Regions from separate parts of the Sus scrofa genome. Here all the other regions are linked to region 4. A link is a contact called in public Hi-C and HiChIP or PLAC-seq data. All regions are on one chromosome and are shown on one strand. Each heading gives the region's core, a stretch centred on a gene start, on an enhancer-like site or on the middle of the called end of the contact. The rest is flanking DNA. Distances are from core to core; before and after follow the strand shown.

Region 1 (3,057 bases), core at 225-2,724, 190 kb before region 4:
ATCTTTTTATTGTTTGCTCCTTCACTTCTTCAGGTCTTCAGGCAAATGCAACTTCCCCACACTTTCCCTTGCTTTATTTTTCTCCAAGACCCTCAGCTCAATTTTACATATGTTTCACTTTTTACATCTTGTTTAAAGACCCTCTTCCCGGAGTTCCCATCATTGCTCAGTGGTTAAAGAATATGACTAGGAACCATGAGGTTGCGGGATCGATCCCTGGTCTTACTCAGTGGGTTAAGGATCCAGGATTGCCGTGAGCTGTGGTGTAGGTCGCAGACGCGCCTTGGATCTGGCATTGCTGTGGCTGTGGTATAGGCCGGGGGCTACAGCTCCAATTCAACCCCTAGCCTGGGAACCTCCATATGCCACAGGTGCAGCCCTAGAAAAGACAATAAATAAATAAATAAATAATAAAAAAGATCCTCTTCCCATTCTAGAATGAAAGCCCATAAGAATAGGTTCATTTGTCTTTTTCCTTCAGTTCCTTAGCACATGGTAGATGCCCAATAAATATTTTTGAATACCTTAATAAATGAGGAAATTGAGCCTATGATCATGAGGGTAATAAGTGACAGAATTCTGATTAAAATACTCACCTTCTTAACCCACTAAGGGATTCACCAGAGTTGTAATATCACAGGTGAGAGATGAGTCCCCCCCCCCCCCCGAGGCTGCAGCACTGGGAAGGGGGAAGTGGTCAGAGTGGTAATAGTTTGGACATGGAAGGATGCTGGAAGGGATTAGTCTAGGATGACTGTGGTTTCTAGATTTGGCAAATCGGTAAATAGCAGTATAGCTCATCGGAAGAAAGAATACAAAGGAATCTTGTTTGGGGCAGAAACATGGAAGAAGAGGACATGTCTCTTCCTCAAACTTTTTAAAAATCACCTCCCTAGGTTACCAAGAAGTGTTGTTAATAAGTTCGAAGCAAGTAAACCCAAACTGATCTCGTCTTCAGTTGGATTGCTATTGGGAGATGGGGATGGGGGATGGGTAGGTGAGACCAAATAGGAATTGCTCTTTTTAAAAAACTAACTCAAGCCTACCAGGATCAGGAGAAAGAACTCAGGAGTGTTTAAAATAACTCTGAAGTTAATATTTAAGGCAGATGCTAAAACAGAAGAATGTGCCTACCCTCGTGTAGTTCAGCCGTAGTCATATGTTTAGATTATCGTGACTGTGGCAGTGGCTTTCAAGACGTGATAGGGTGGAAGCAAGCAGTGACACCCAAGCGCTGGGTGGCCAGGAAGGCGGGAAGGCAGATGGGCTGCATTGCACGCCACAGCACGTGGCCGCCCTCGGACCCTGCCGCGGACTCAGCCAGTTAAGCCTCCTGCTCGCGCCCCAAACGACTCCCAACCCCCGCCCTGGAGCGGAGCACAGGAGGCGCGGCTCAGGTTCCTTTACACTCCCCGGCCACGGGCGGACGGCCTCCGGCCCCTAGGCGGCGCTGCGGACTCGCAGGGGCGGCCGCAGCACGAGTGAGCGCCGCCTCCCCACTGCGCATGCTCGCTTTCAGTGTGGGCTCGGTTTTACTTTTTTTTTTTTTTTTTTTTTCCGGGCGGCCCCGGCGGCTGCGTACTGGCTGTGGGATGGGAAGTGAAGCCCCAGCGAGCGGCAGCGGCGGGGCTGTGAGGAGCAGCCAGGGGGAGGCGGCGGCGGCGAGTCGGTGAGCAGCTGGGAAGAGCGGAGCCGGGGCGGAGCACCTGCAGGCACGGGCGGCGGCTTCACCATGGCGATTCGCAAGAAGAGCACCAAGAGCCCCCCGGTCCTGAGCCACGAATTCGTCCTGCAGAATCACGCGGACATCGTCTCCTGTATGGCGATGGTTTTCCTGCTGGGGCTCATGTTCGAGGTGAGCCCGGCCCGCTCCCTAACCGCCCCTCCGCCCCCCTCCCCGGGCCCCGCCTGCCAGCTCAGCCCTTCGGCCCGGGACTGGGGGGGACCCCAGCCGCGGGGAGGTGCCGGCCGCCCGGCCGGGAGGAGCGGGCCTGCCCCGCCCCGGCCTGGGGCTCCGCGGCCCCGGGGGCCTGGCCGCCGCCTTCCCGCCTGCAGGGGTCGGGGCCGCCGGGTCGCCCCCTCGGCCACGGTGCACGCCTCCCTCCCGCCGCCGCCGCCGCCCCCTCCCGCCGGCCGCGCCGCGCAGTTCCTGGTTCCCGCGAAGGGTTACGTGGCAGCCGGCGAGGGGCCGGCGGGCGGCGGGGGCGGCCCCTGAGCGCCGAGCTGGCTGCGGGCGGTGGGCGGGCTGGGGAATGGCCGGCGCGGCGGGCTGGCCAGGCCCCGGGGGCCGGGGAGCGCCCGGTGCCTGGGGCGGGGGCCGCCGTAGCACGGAGTTTGGGGTGAGACGGACCGAGCCGGGCGTCCGCAGCCCAGTGGAAGGGCGGTGGCCGCGGGGCAGCGAGTGACCGCTGCGGGATTGTTTTAACTCCCATCTCGCAAACTGGTATTGTTACCAGTGATCGAACTTTTTGCCCCGACTTTTTGCTCTTTCCGTAAAGAAGCAAAGTCTGGTCGAGAAATCGGGGTTTTGAATAGCAGTGCCGAGGAGTCGAATAATTTTCTTTTTGTTTCTTGAAGTAGGAGAGGATGGAAATGTCAGGAGTGTGTAAATTCTCTTCCCACGTATCGAGTATTGTGATGACTTACTTAACAGCTGTTGAATGTGGGTAATAAACTTTGCAGGGTGAGCGTGTAACATCCTACGGCTTTCTTTGCCTCGCTCCCCAATGCACACGCCCATTCCTTATTTTCTTTCTCATTTTAATTAATTTTTCTCTAGCTCTTGTGCCCCATCAAATACACGATTTTACTTATTTATTGTGGCCCCCCCCCGCGCGCTTCCTGGAAGGGCAGAAAAAAAAATTTTTTTTATCTTAATCTCCAGCGTCTAGAATAGGGCCTGGGATGTAGGAGGTGCTTACAAAATATTTGATGAGTGACATTAAGAATTCATGAAAAAAAAACTAGTGGAATGAGACAGCCAAAAGATGAATATAGTTTTTAGGTGGGTTTTTTTTTTTAAGGTTCTTATTAGGTAACTTTATATTTTATTTTTGC
Region 2 (3,209 bases), core at 402-2,901, 240 kb before region 4:
CCCTAAAAAGCAAAAAAAAAAAAAAAAAAAAAAAAAATGTCCTAGGAGTTCCTACTGTGGCACAATGGGATCGGCAGCGTCCTGGGAGCACTGGGATACAGTGGTCCAGGAAAGAGCCAGCATTGCAACAGAGGCTCGGATCTGACCCCTGGCCTGGGAACTCCACAAGCCCCCAGGCCAAAAAAAAAAAAAAAAAGTGTATGTCCTAAACCTTAGAACCACAAGCATCTAATGCGTCAATTTCTAACTTGTTTTGAAAAAATTGGTGGGCTGGGATAGCTGATACGTTATCTTTTGGGGTGGTGGTTACATACAATTGCCCTAACTGAATGAAACTGATCATGGAATCTGCGCATTTTCTTTTAGGTAAAGTGTAACTGGATTCTTTTTTCAATGCGAAGGGCTAATTCATACGGAGGCAGTTAATGCTCAGCAAACTAGGAAAAAAACCTCCTTACAGAGGTCCCTTTTGTCTTGGGCACAGCCTCCGGCCAAGAGGCCGCCCGAATTCTCTGGGTGGTTGAGTGGCTGAAGGAGGCAGACACAAGCTCCCTGCACCTGCTGGGATGGGGGCGGGTGTTTGCAGGTTGAGGGAACAAGGCTTCAGACTCAGGGCTGGATTCACAAAACTCTGCCACCCAGACAAAACTCCAAACCTCCGTTTAGAAAATGAGAAATAAAATAAAATAAAATAAATAAAATAAAATAAAATAAATAAAATAAAATAAAATAATGCTTTCCTCATGTTGTGAAGATGAAATGAGGTAGTGGCTGTAAAAAACATCACAATAGTAAGCGCTTAAAAAAAAAAAAACCATCGTTATTGCTATTTCTTCTGTGGGGCGTTTTTATTGGGAGGGTTTTTTTTTTTTTTTTTGGTTTTTTTATGGGGGGGGTGTAATTCTGGTGAAGGTTCTGGATTATGCATCGATCATTTCCGTGCCTGTCCACCTGGTATAGGATTCCGGTGGAACCCAGTCAAACCTGGGCTTCACTGACTCCTTTCAAAGAAACTTAGTTTTCTACCATCCCAGAAGCTCTTCGAGAGGATTCGCTTGGAAGCCGTTTCATTCTGGCCCAAGCTGCTGAAACTATTCAGCTAATCCCACACATGCTTTAAATCTGTCTCGAAGTCTAGCTCTTCGCAGAAAATATTGTTTCCCTGCCCGTTACTGCTATTTCTTATAAAAGGTTACTCCTCACACCCCACCCTCGCCTGTGAACCCCTCGAGCGAGCCTCCTGGGATTTACTAGCCAATAACTAACCCCAGACCTGCCTGCCCCTTGTTTCATCACAAGACTTCCCAGGTTAAAATGTCTCTCCTGCACTCAGATGAACTCGCCTGCCTGGACACAGACTCCCGCGAAGGTACCAATCTCTGGGGCAGGCGGCCGCGGGCCGAAATCCAGCCTCACCTCACGGCTCCTCGCGCTTAGCGGCTCGAGCCAGTGAACTCCCCCGCGCCGCTGCCTGTGAAACCCGGGCAGCGCCACGTGACCACTGACCCCGCCCCCGCAATCCTCCGATTTCCCCTCCCGCTCCAAGCACGCGGCGTCACGTGGCCTCTGGCCCCGCCCCTGCGCCGCGACCGTTCCCTCTTCCTATCAGCGAGAGCGGTGTCACGCGACCACTGGCCCCGCCCCTGGCCTTGTTGCTTGGTGCGCACCCCAGCCGGCCTGCCAGCCCCGTGCCAGTAAGCGGCAGTGGTAGATATGGCTGCTGTCCTGCAGCGCATTGAACGGCTGTCCAGTCGGGTGATTCGCGTCCTGGGCTGTAACCCGGGTCCCATGACTCTGCAGGGCACCAACACCTACTTGGTGGGGACCGGCCCCAGGTAAATGTCCCCTCTTCCCCAATCATACACAACGGCCGGCGGGAAGCATGGAGCTGGGGCTGGGATGGCTGCTGGCCGCGGGTGGGTCAACTCTCTAACTTGCAAATGGCTAATGAAAAGAAAAAAAAAAAAAAAAAAACTTCCTGTTTTTGAGACACAATTTACTCTGCTTGATGTTGAATGCCATGAAAGCGTGTTTAAGCTGTTGAGAAACTAGGATCGCCTGGAATTGCTAAGAATGCTTGGAAGCGTTTGCTCACCTTCTGAATTTTACTGGTGTTGGGTGCAGAGTGTAACTTCTCGCCTGAGGGATTGGTGGTGCTGAGGCCTTTTGCTTAACTCAGCAGCAGAGGGCAGAGTTTTCTTGCTTCAAATTCAAGTCTGAAACTCGAAAGAGCCCCTTAACCTTTGGGAAAGAGGAGCTAACTTTGTTTTGTTATTAATGTGTGGCCTTATTTATTTTGCGGATGGAATAATCTGTACTTTTAAGATTTTTCTTTTGTTAGATGCATTCTGTTTTAGTGGAATTATGTAGAAACGGGAAGATGTAATTTACTGCACAATACGTGCACTGAGCAATATTTTTGTAGTACTTTTTAGCATACTCTAGATAACAAAAAATAAAAATAAGGTGTAGTTCCCCTCGAGCCCAGAATGTAATTGTTCAGTGGAGACATGTTACAGTTGGTAAAATATAGTCGATTACTAAAAAACAGCTTAGGTATAGTATATTGGGTTTTCATTTGAAGGCCCTACTCTATTTGCCATCTTCCAGTAAATCAGAATTTTAGGAGCAGCCAGACAGTGTGTCTGGAAGTACTGCCAGTCAAGCAGGCAAAAGGTTAAGTCCAGGGTAAACAAGGCAAGGTCAGAGTGAAAGGATGTCTTGAGAATCTTGGAGGATAGAAAATTAAGTGGGAAAAATACCTGATATCTAACATAGAGTCTGAGTTAGCTGGGACTCCTCACACCAGGAAGGCCATAAGTGAGCTCTTCCCTCTTCAGCATGTCTTAAAAGAGTCCTAAAGTCAGTACCTAAGATGGAATTACATAGAGTCAAAATTACCCTAGAAAGTCTCTCAGGAAAACACTGTGTTGGAGATCAGGGTATTGTCTCTCAATAAGCTCAACACATCCAGCTTTTCTTCCAGCGATGAAACAGATGGCTGGTTCTGTTTGAAAACCAGACGAAGAAGTTGGCTTGCGTTTAGGGGCCGTGTTGTATGAAAAAATCCATACTGTATCTTTAAACACTAGAATCACACTCAGCGTAGCCAAGTGAACCTAAAACTGATTGAGGGGAAAGCAGATGCACTGTCTTCCATCTTACTGCTTATTCTATGACTCACATAAACCCAGATGGGAAAGGCCAGT
Region 3 (3,334 bases), core at 1-2,500, 260 kb after region 4:
TTACCTATGTGGTTGGCACCGTCTGATTTTTAAATACTTGGTACATAGAGAGATACTACTTAAAAGACCATAAATTCAATTGAGCTCTCCAGAACAAAAGTGCTAGATGTGAAGTAGTGGAGATAGCTAACTTATTATTTGAACGTTGGTAATTGAAAGGAAGCTATCCTAATAAAGGAAAAAGCCCTAAGAAGGATTTTTATGGCTTCTATAAAGTCAGATTATTAGATGCTATGTTTGGGGGCAGCCTGCTTTTATCCTGCTTCCCTACATTTGTCACCTAAGCTGGTAAGTGACTGGTTTTCAGTGTCATTCGAAACTGAAAGTGTAAGCAGGAAAAAAACACCACTCAAAGTGAAAAGGCAGTGCTGAGCTATTCAGGGTTACTGCAAGCCTATTGTGCATTTTCCCCCTTGCTGTTAAAAAGAAAAAGAAAGTTCTAAAATGACCATTTACTAATACTGATTTGGTGTAAATTGGCATCCTACTTTCTACCAATTTGTTGTTGTTATTTCTTAGGGATTGTTAACCACAAAACCTTGTCTGTAAGGTCCACTCTTACTTTATTAGAAATACACGTACTCATGATGAATTGAACCACTAGCACAAAATAAAGGGGATTTTATAAGTTGCCAGTGACTCACAATACTAGGAGAGAGCTTTCCTTCTAATTCAGTCAGCTCTATTTTTACACCTGAAGAAACTGAGGACCAAGAGATCAAAGTATTTGTCCTTTGTCAATTTAATTTTTTTTACGATGATCACTTAACTGTTAGGTCTGAGGTATGCACGCGTCTGCATCTTTTCCTTGGCCTTAGGTCTGTAATTAGAAATAGGAGTGCGGCACCCACTCTTAGCTTAGGCCTGGATAAACTCTTCTGTTTGTTAACCGCAGCCTGGCAGTGAGCTGGACAACTTGGAGGAGATTTTGGATGATTTGCAGAATAGTCAATTACCACAGCTTTTCCCAGACACGAGGCCAGGCGCCCCTGCTGGATCAGTTGACAAGCAAGCCATCATCAATGACCTCATGCAACTCACAGCTGAAAACAGCCCCGTTACACCTGTTGGAGCCCAGAAAACAGCATTGCGAATTTCACAGAGCAGTGAGTATGAGATATTGATGGTTATGCCAAGAAATTCCCATGTAATCACCATCAGAAACAGGGATTATTAAAATCTGATGCAAACAGCTTAGTCACTTCAAGGTTTTTATGGTCAAATAGCACCATCTACCGTCCTAGCCCATCAAAACAATATTCAGGCTGATTCTGGTGAGCTTGGCCTTGCTGCAGGCGCTTGTGGTTAATTTAATCAGCATGGAATGAGGCTGACCTGCATATATAAAGTTCTTCAGATGATTGTTATAGTTCCCTTTGTTACAGTTAAAAAAGATTTTCTGTATCTTAAGATATGGCTGAATATTTAAAATACAGAAACTTAGAAAGTTATGCTGACTTTTTAGGAATAATATACTACTAAAAATTTGTATCAGAATATTATCTCTTAGGAATTCTCCTATAAATAGCAGTTGTACATGGAAATCTATTATAGATAAATGTTTTCTAAGTACATGTTACATTTAGTGGACTATAAAGCTGGAAGACTTTAGACTGTTATATAGTACATTTTTATTGTTTATTTTTATTTGGATATTTTTGTAAGCTTAAGAAGTCTTTCTTTACTATGAACACTGAACACTTAGTTTGCATAACTTGATAGTCACCTCATGTTGTCCCATAGTTTTGAGTGGAAGAAAATACCTTTCCTGCTCCAGGGACGTAGTTAGAAAGACAGAGAACCTCTGTGTTAAATTGGTAAGCAGAATGATCTTTCCCTCTTCAGAACCAATTTGACCCATTTCTCAAAGGAGAAACGGCAACCATCAACCAAATTCCAAAATAGCTTTAATTAATGGTTCCTTTCTCAAAGTGATTGCTGGAGTTCCCATTGTGGTGCAGTGGAAATGAATCCAACTAGGAGCCATGAGGTTGCAGGTTCAATCCCTGGCCTCGCTCAGTGGGTTAAGGATCCAGTGTTGCCATGAGCTGTGATGTAGGTCGCAGACATGGCTCTGATCCCTCTTTACTGTGGCTGTGCCGTAGGCCGGCAGCAACAGCTCTGAATAGACTCCTAGCCTGGGAACCTCCATATGCCGTGGGTGCAGCCCTAAAAAAGAAAAGTGAATCCTGATCATTCAGAAAAAGGTAAAGCAAAATAAGGGTTTTTGCTTCTCTCTCAACCTGCCTATTTCTTAGGGAATGGAGGGTTCCTTGTGGCCCATGAGTCAGAGAGTTGAGAGGTGAGGAAGAAACACAGTAGGGAGTTTTAAGTTCCCATCGTGGCACAGTGGAAACAATTCCAACTAGGAACCATGAGATTTCGGGTTCAATCCCTGGCCTCGCTCAATGGGTTAAGGATCTGGCGTTGCCCTGAGCTTTGGCTTAGTAGGCCGGCGGCTACAGCTCTGATTTGACCCCTAGCCTGGGAACTTCCATATGCCAAGGGTGCGGCCCTAAAAAGCAAAAATAAAAACAAAATGCCATAGGGAGTTTAATGGCTTCTCCTCTGTTTGTACCTCCTGATGGTATTCAGACTATTGAATGGTAACCAGATCACTAAACCTGAGGAAGTCAGATTAAGCATGTGCATAATTCTCATTCCAAACCCTAATTCTTCTAATATTTTATTTCTGGTATTGACTGTTAAGAACTCTAATACATTTTAAATGTTCTCTTTCATTCTGTGTTTAAATAATTCAGAGAAAATAACGTACTTGGTATTGTTTAATGTACTAGCTCTTTGGATTCTAATTTATAGTAGCTTTGTACTTTTAAAGTCATTGTTGTCAAATTACTGGTTAACTATGTCATAGTATAGTATGCTGGTGTAGTTTTTACTCCCCAGTAAATTCTTGTGAATGGACCATTATAATCATTTCAAATATAAATGTATCTGGAAATTTTAAAAAGCTATGTTTAGGAAATTTAACAGGGTCCTAAAGCTTTAATACCAACTTCAAATAGTAGAGTTCACATTTAAAGATTTTAATTTCCAATGAGAGTAGACAAAACAAAGTTTAGTTAAAAATGATATTCCAGTGTCCAAAGCACATGTGTCTGGGTTTGGTGCTTTATGCAGGAGATGTTTATGGTTTCACAGCTGTGCCAAAACAATATTCCTAAATTCAAATAATATAATGTAAAAAAAAATATTTAGTAGTTTACCTAGCAAATACAATTGAATATTAGAAGCTAATATTGGGATATATATGGTATATAATAGAATGTTCTTTTTTTTTCCCCCTCTTTTTTGTTTTGCAAGTTTGTGAGAA
Region 4 (3,021 bases), core at 455-2,954:
TGGAAGAATACAGGCCATTAAAAAACCCTCTATTTCCCATTTCTTCCCCCAGTTTGTTGGAGGGCTTTAGGTTTCTAGGAAACCTAATTTTCTGGTTAAGCCAGGTAATTAAAATCTATAAAAAATACTAAATTAATACATGGTGAAGGCAAACATTTCAAACACTATAGCTTAGTGCATAGAAGTGGAAATAGTCCATTATACACCCACTCTTAACCCCCAGTGCTAACAATTTGTTATAGCCTTCTAAATATTTTCTGTGGACAAACACACTCATCACACATAGACATATATATTTTTCTTTCCCAAAATAAAATTGGTGGTATTCCCACAAATTTGAGGTTGAAGAGACCATTAAGAGTGTGAGTTTTGGAGTCTGCCAGAACTGGGCTCAAATCTCTCCAGCTTAATGGCTGTATGACCCCAGGCAAATTACTTCTTTGCTTCAGTTTTCTTTCTTTCTTTCTTTTTTTTTTTTGGGTGAAGGCTAAAAATAGTAATTACTTTATAAAAGGCTTGAGAATCACTCAGCGTAGTGTCATACACAAAGTAAGTGTTCAATAAACACTATTATTGTCAATGGCAAGTGACCTGTCTATTTTAAGGTTAAAAATAAGGAAATTTGTAAAACAAATGTTGCTCATTTTTTCCGACTAATTGTATCTAGGTTGAGAAGAACTTGCTTTTTCCAAGGCATAAAACTGATTCAAATAATATTTGAATGTGGGTTCTCCTGGAATTTTCAGCGCAACTCTTCTGCATCCCCCCAGCATCACTTTCTGATGTCTAAAAAGTGGACTTTGCAGTAAAAAACTTTTGTTTCAGGTCGCGAGGAAAATGCTCAACGAGGTCAGCCTGTGCACTGTGTGTACTTTTGCTTTATCATGCAGTTGCTGGGTGGCATCCTTTTAAGCTCGCCCCACACCGTCGCACCCCTCCACCCCCTCTTGAGATAAGGCTTCAGCGGGAGAAGCCTGCTCTCTTGGGAACCAAGGGAGAACTGATGGAGGAAGGCTCCTCTAGGGCGCAGCAGGAGACGCGGTGCGTGCGAGGTGCGCCCTAGGGTGCAGGCTGCTGGCACAGGGGCCCGGCCGGAGCACGGGCGGGAGGCTTCCATCCGGGCGAGCCTGGTACTGGGCTCTCCACGATCTTCGCGCGGGGGCATCTTCTCCGCTGTCTGCAGCCTCAAGATCCCACTGCCTCCACTCTGCAGCCCCGGCCTGTCCCATCCGTTCTCTTTCCTTTTTGGCACTGCCCTTTGCCCTCCCATGGAGTCATCTGTTTACTCTCCCTTCACTTCCAGTCACCCATAGGCCACCCTCCCTTTACCACCACAGTCCCATTTTGTCCTCTCTCCCTTCTCTCCTCACTCTTCACCTCTCCTCGGGGTCGCCTTCTCAGAGGACTCCGCCGACGGAGATGCTGCGGACTCCGCGGCCAGGGTCTGCCCCCAGGAGAACCCTCCGTCCACCTTTGCCCCTTCCCCGGGGGCGCGGGAGGCAAGTTTCCGCCCCATCCTTTCCCCAGTGACAGGACTTGCTGCGGCCACGGCCAGGGAGGAGGAGGGAGGGACGGCCTGGCTCCCGAGCCCCCTCCCCTGCTCGCGAGCTCGCGCGGTCTGTGTCTTTCGGCAAGTGCGGAGACGCGGAGGAGGAGGAGGAGGAGGAGGGAGTTGGGGGAGGATCTCCATTGAAATAAACAACCAGGCAGCAGTTATTAACACGGGAACATGGCGGCCGCAGCCTCAGCCACAGCTTCGGCAGCGAAGGTCAGCGCCGACGGCAGCCGGCACCTGACGGCGTGACCGACCCGAGCCGGTAACCGCGCCTTCCCTGGGGGCCGCGAGGGCGGGAGGGAGGCGGGCGGCGGGCGGGGGGCGCCGCGTCCCCACCCCCGGCTGCGACTGCCCTTCCTGCGCGGAGCCGGGCTGAGCCGTGCGGAGCCGTGCGCGGCCGAGAGGGCTGTTTTGTGTGCGGGGACCGCTGCCTTGGTTCGCGGACGACGGGAGTTGCATCCCGGAGGCACCGCGAAGCTGGGGAGTTGGGGCTTGGGGGGTGGGGAGGGCGGGAAGCGGCGGGGAGACGCGGAGTCCCTGGGAGAGAAAGGAGGCACTCCAGCGCTTTGCGAGAGCTTGGGAGACGAGTCCCGGAGCGCGAGGCGGGCGGAGGCTGCAGCCGGCGGCGCCGGCGAGAGGTGAGAGCCCAGGCACAGCGGGGAGGCCGGGTGCGCGGGTGCGGCCCCCTCCAGCGGAGCCAGGCGCCCGCCGCCCTGCCCGGTGCGGGGTCGGCGAGGACCGCGGCTCCTGCGCCCTCGGGGAATGCCAGACAGAGACGGGAAGGTGAAGCCCGAGAAGGTGCATTCTTTCATGGAAACACGGGGCGACTGCAGCGCGGGGTGGGAGCTGGGCGAGGGGAGGCAGGACTGGGGAAGTGCTCGGGGGTGTGTGAAGGTGAAGCGTCGCGTCAGGGGCGGCCGGCGGGGTGAGACGCCGGGAGGATGGGATCCGCGGCCCGGCGGCCGGGCCCGGCCAGTGTCAGCGCCGGGGGCGGGGGCCGAGGGGCAACGCGCGCCTCAGGCGGACGGGAAGGAGCTGCGGCGGGCGGGGCGGGCGGCGCGCTCTGGCCGAGCAGGCCGGGCTGCGGTGGGGGCGGGGAGCCGGGGGCCGGACCGCGGCGGCGCCGAGCCGGGCTCGCCTCTGACTTAACTTTCTGGGTGCGGGCGTGTGTGCCGGAGGCGCGCAGGGGCCGGGGCTGGGGGCGGGAGGCGGTCCGGGAGGTTCCGGGTTGGCTCTCCAGCGCCCCCTTTTCTCTTCCCCTTCTCCCCGCCCCTGAAGGGACAGGCCCTCAGGGCCCAGGCGGGAAGCGGGAGGGGCCCTCCCGGCCGGCTCGCGACGGTCACGCCCCGGACCCGGGGACACTTCTGTCTCGGGCCTCTGGGGGCTCCTGGGGGAGGTGGCCAGGGTCGTCGCTGCGCGCTGGAGCTCCCCGCCCCCCACCCCTCCGGGGAGTCCCGGAGGCGCCT

What was found. Hi-C and Micro-C count contacts between places; a contact is called where the count stands out from the background. HiChIP or PLAC-seq counts read pairs in DNA pulled down with a chosen protein or histone mark.
Region 1: a contact with region 4 is called in an H3K27ac HiChIP or PLAC-seq map of alveolar macrophages. The contact joins the promoter of TRAM1 here to the promoter of NCOA2 in region 4. A contact is called at or near these places in 5 of 47 Hi-C or Micro-C datasets (blood, embryonic fibroblasts, heart right ventricle and 1 more) and 2 of 2 datasets of contacts at active chromatin or transcription factors (alveolar macrophages and skeletal muscle).
Region 2: a contact with region 4 is called in a Hi-C map of embryonic fibroblasts, with 2.9 times the contacts expected there. The contact joins the promoter of LACTB2 here to the promoter of NCOA2 in region 4. A contact is called at or near these places in 1 of 5 promoter capture datasets (liver), 4 of 47 Hi-C or Micro-C datasets (alveolar macrophages, embryonic fibroblasts, heart right ventricle and 1 more) and 2 of 2 datasets of contacts at active chromatin or transcription factors (alveolar macrophages and skeletal muscle).
Region 3: a contact with region 4 is called in an H3K27ac HiChIP or PLAC-seq map of alveolar macrophages. The contact joins the enhancer-like site here to the promoter of NCOA2 in region 4. A contact is called at or near these places in 1 of 5 promoter capture datasets (liver), 12 of 47 Hi-C or Micro-C datasets (alveolar macrophages, brain, embryonic fibroblasts and 5 more) and 2 of 2 datasets of contacts at active chromatin or transcription factors (alveolar macrophages and skeletal muscle).

The regions. Positions count from the first base shown.
Region 1 is chr4:64,767,126-64,770,182 of Sscrofa11.1, forward strand. It overlaps TRAM1 (translocating chain-associated membrane protein 1), which reads left to right and starts at 1,475. Exons shown (of 11, transcript XM_001924618.6): 1 at 1,475-1,855. The coding sequence starts at 1,733.
Region 2 is chr4:64,709,126-64,712,334 of Sscrofa11.1, forward strand. LACTB2 (lactamase beta 2) reads left to right here and starts at 1,652. Exons shown (of 7, transcript NM_001243410.1): 1 at 1,652-1,835. The coding sequence starts at 1,714. The region is part of intron 2 of XKR9 (XK-related protein 9); the gene reads right to left.
Region 3 is chr4:65,208,206-65,211,539 of Sscrofa11.1, forward strand. NCOA2 (nuclear receptor coactivator 2) reads left to right here. Exons shown (of 23, transcript NM_001114275.1): 12 at 896-1,106. Among named protein-coding and RNA genes, the nearest start is that of PRDM14, 64 kb to the right of the region's middle. Within about 2 kb of position 1,251, at least 29 of the 83 cell types and tissues checked have an H3K27ac peak or open chromatin away from gene starts, as enhancers often do. A contact at or near this core is called in alveolar macrophages, brain, liver and 1 more, where this site is marked.
Region 4 is chr4:64,952,557-64,955,577 of Sscrofa11.1, forward strand. It overlaps NCOA2 (nuclear receptor coactivator 2), which reads left to right and starts at 1,705. Exons shown (of 23, transcript NM_001114275.1): 1 at 1,705-1,817.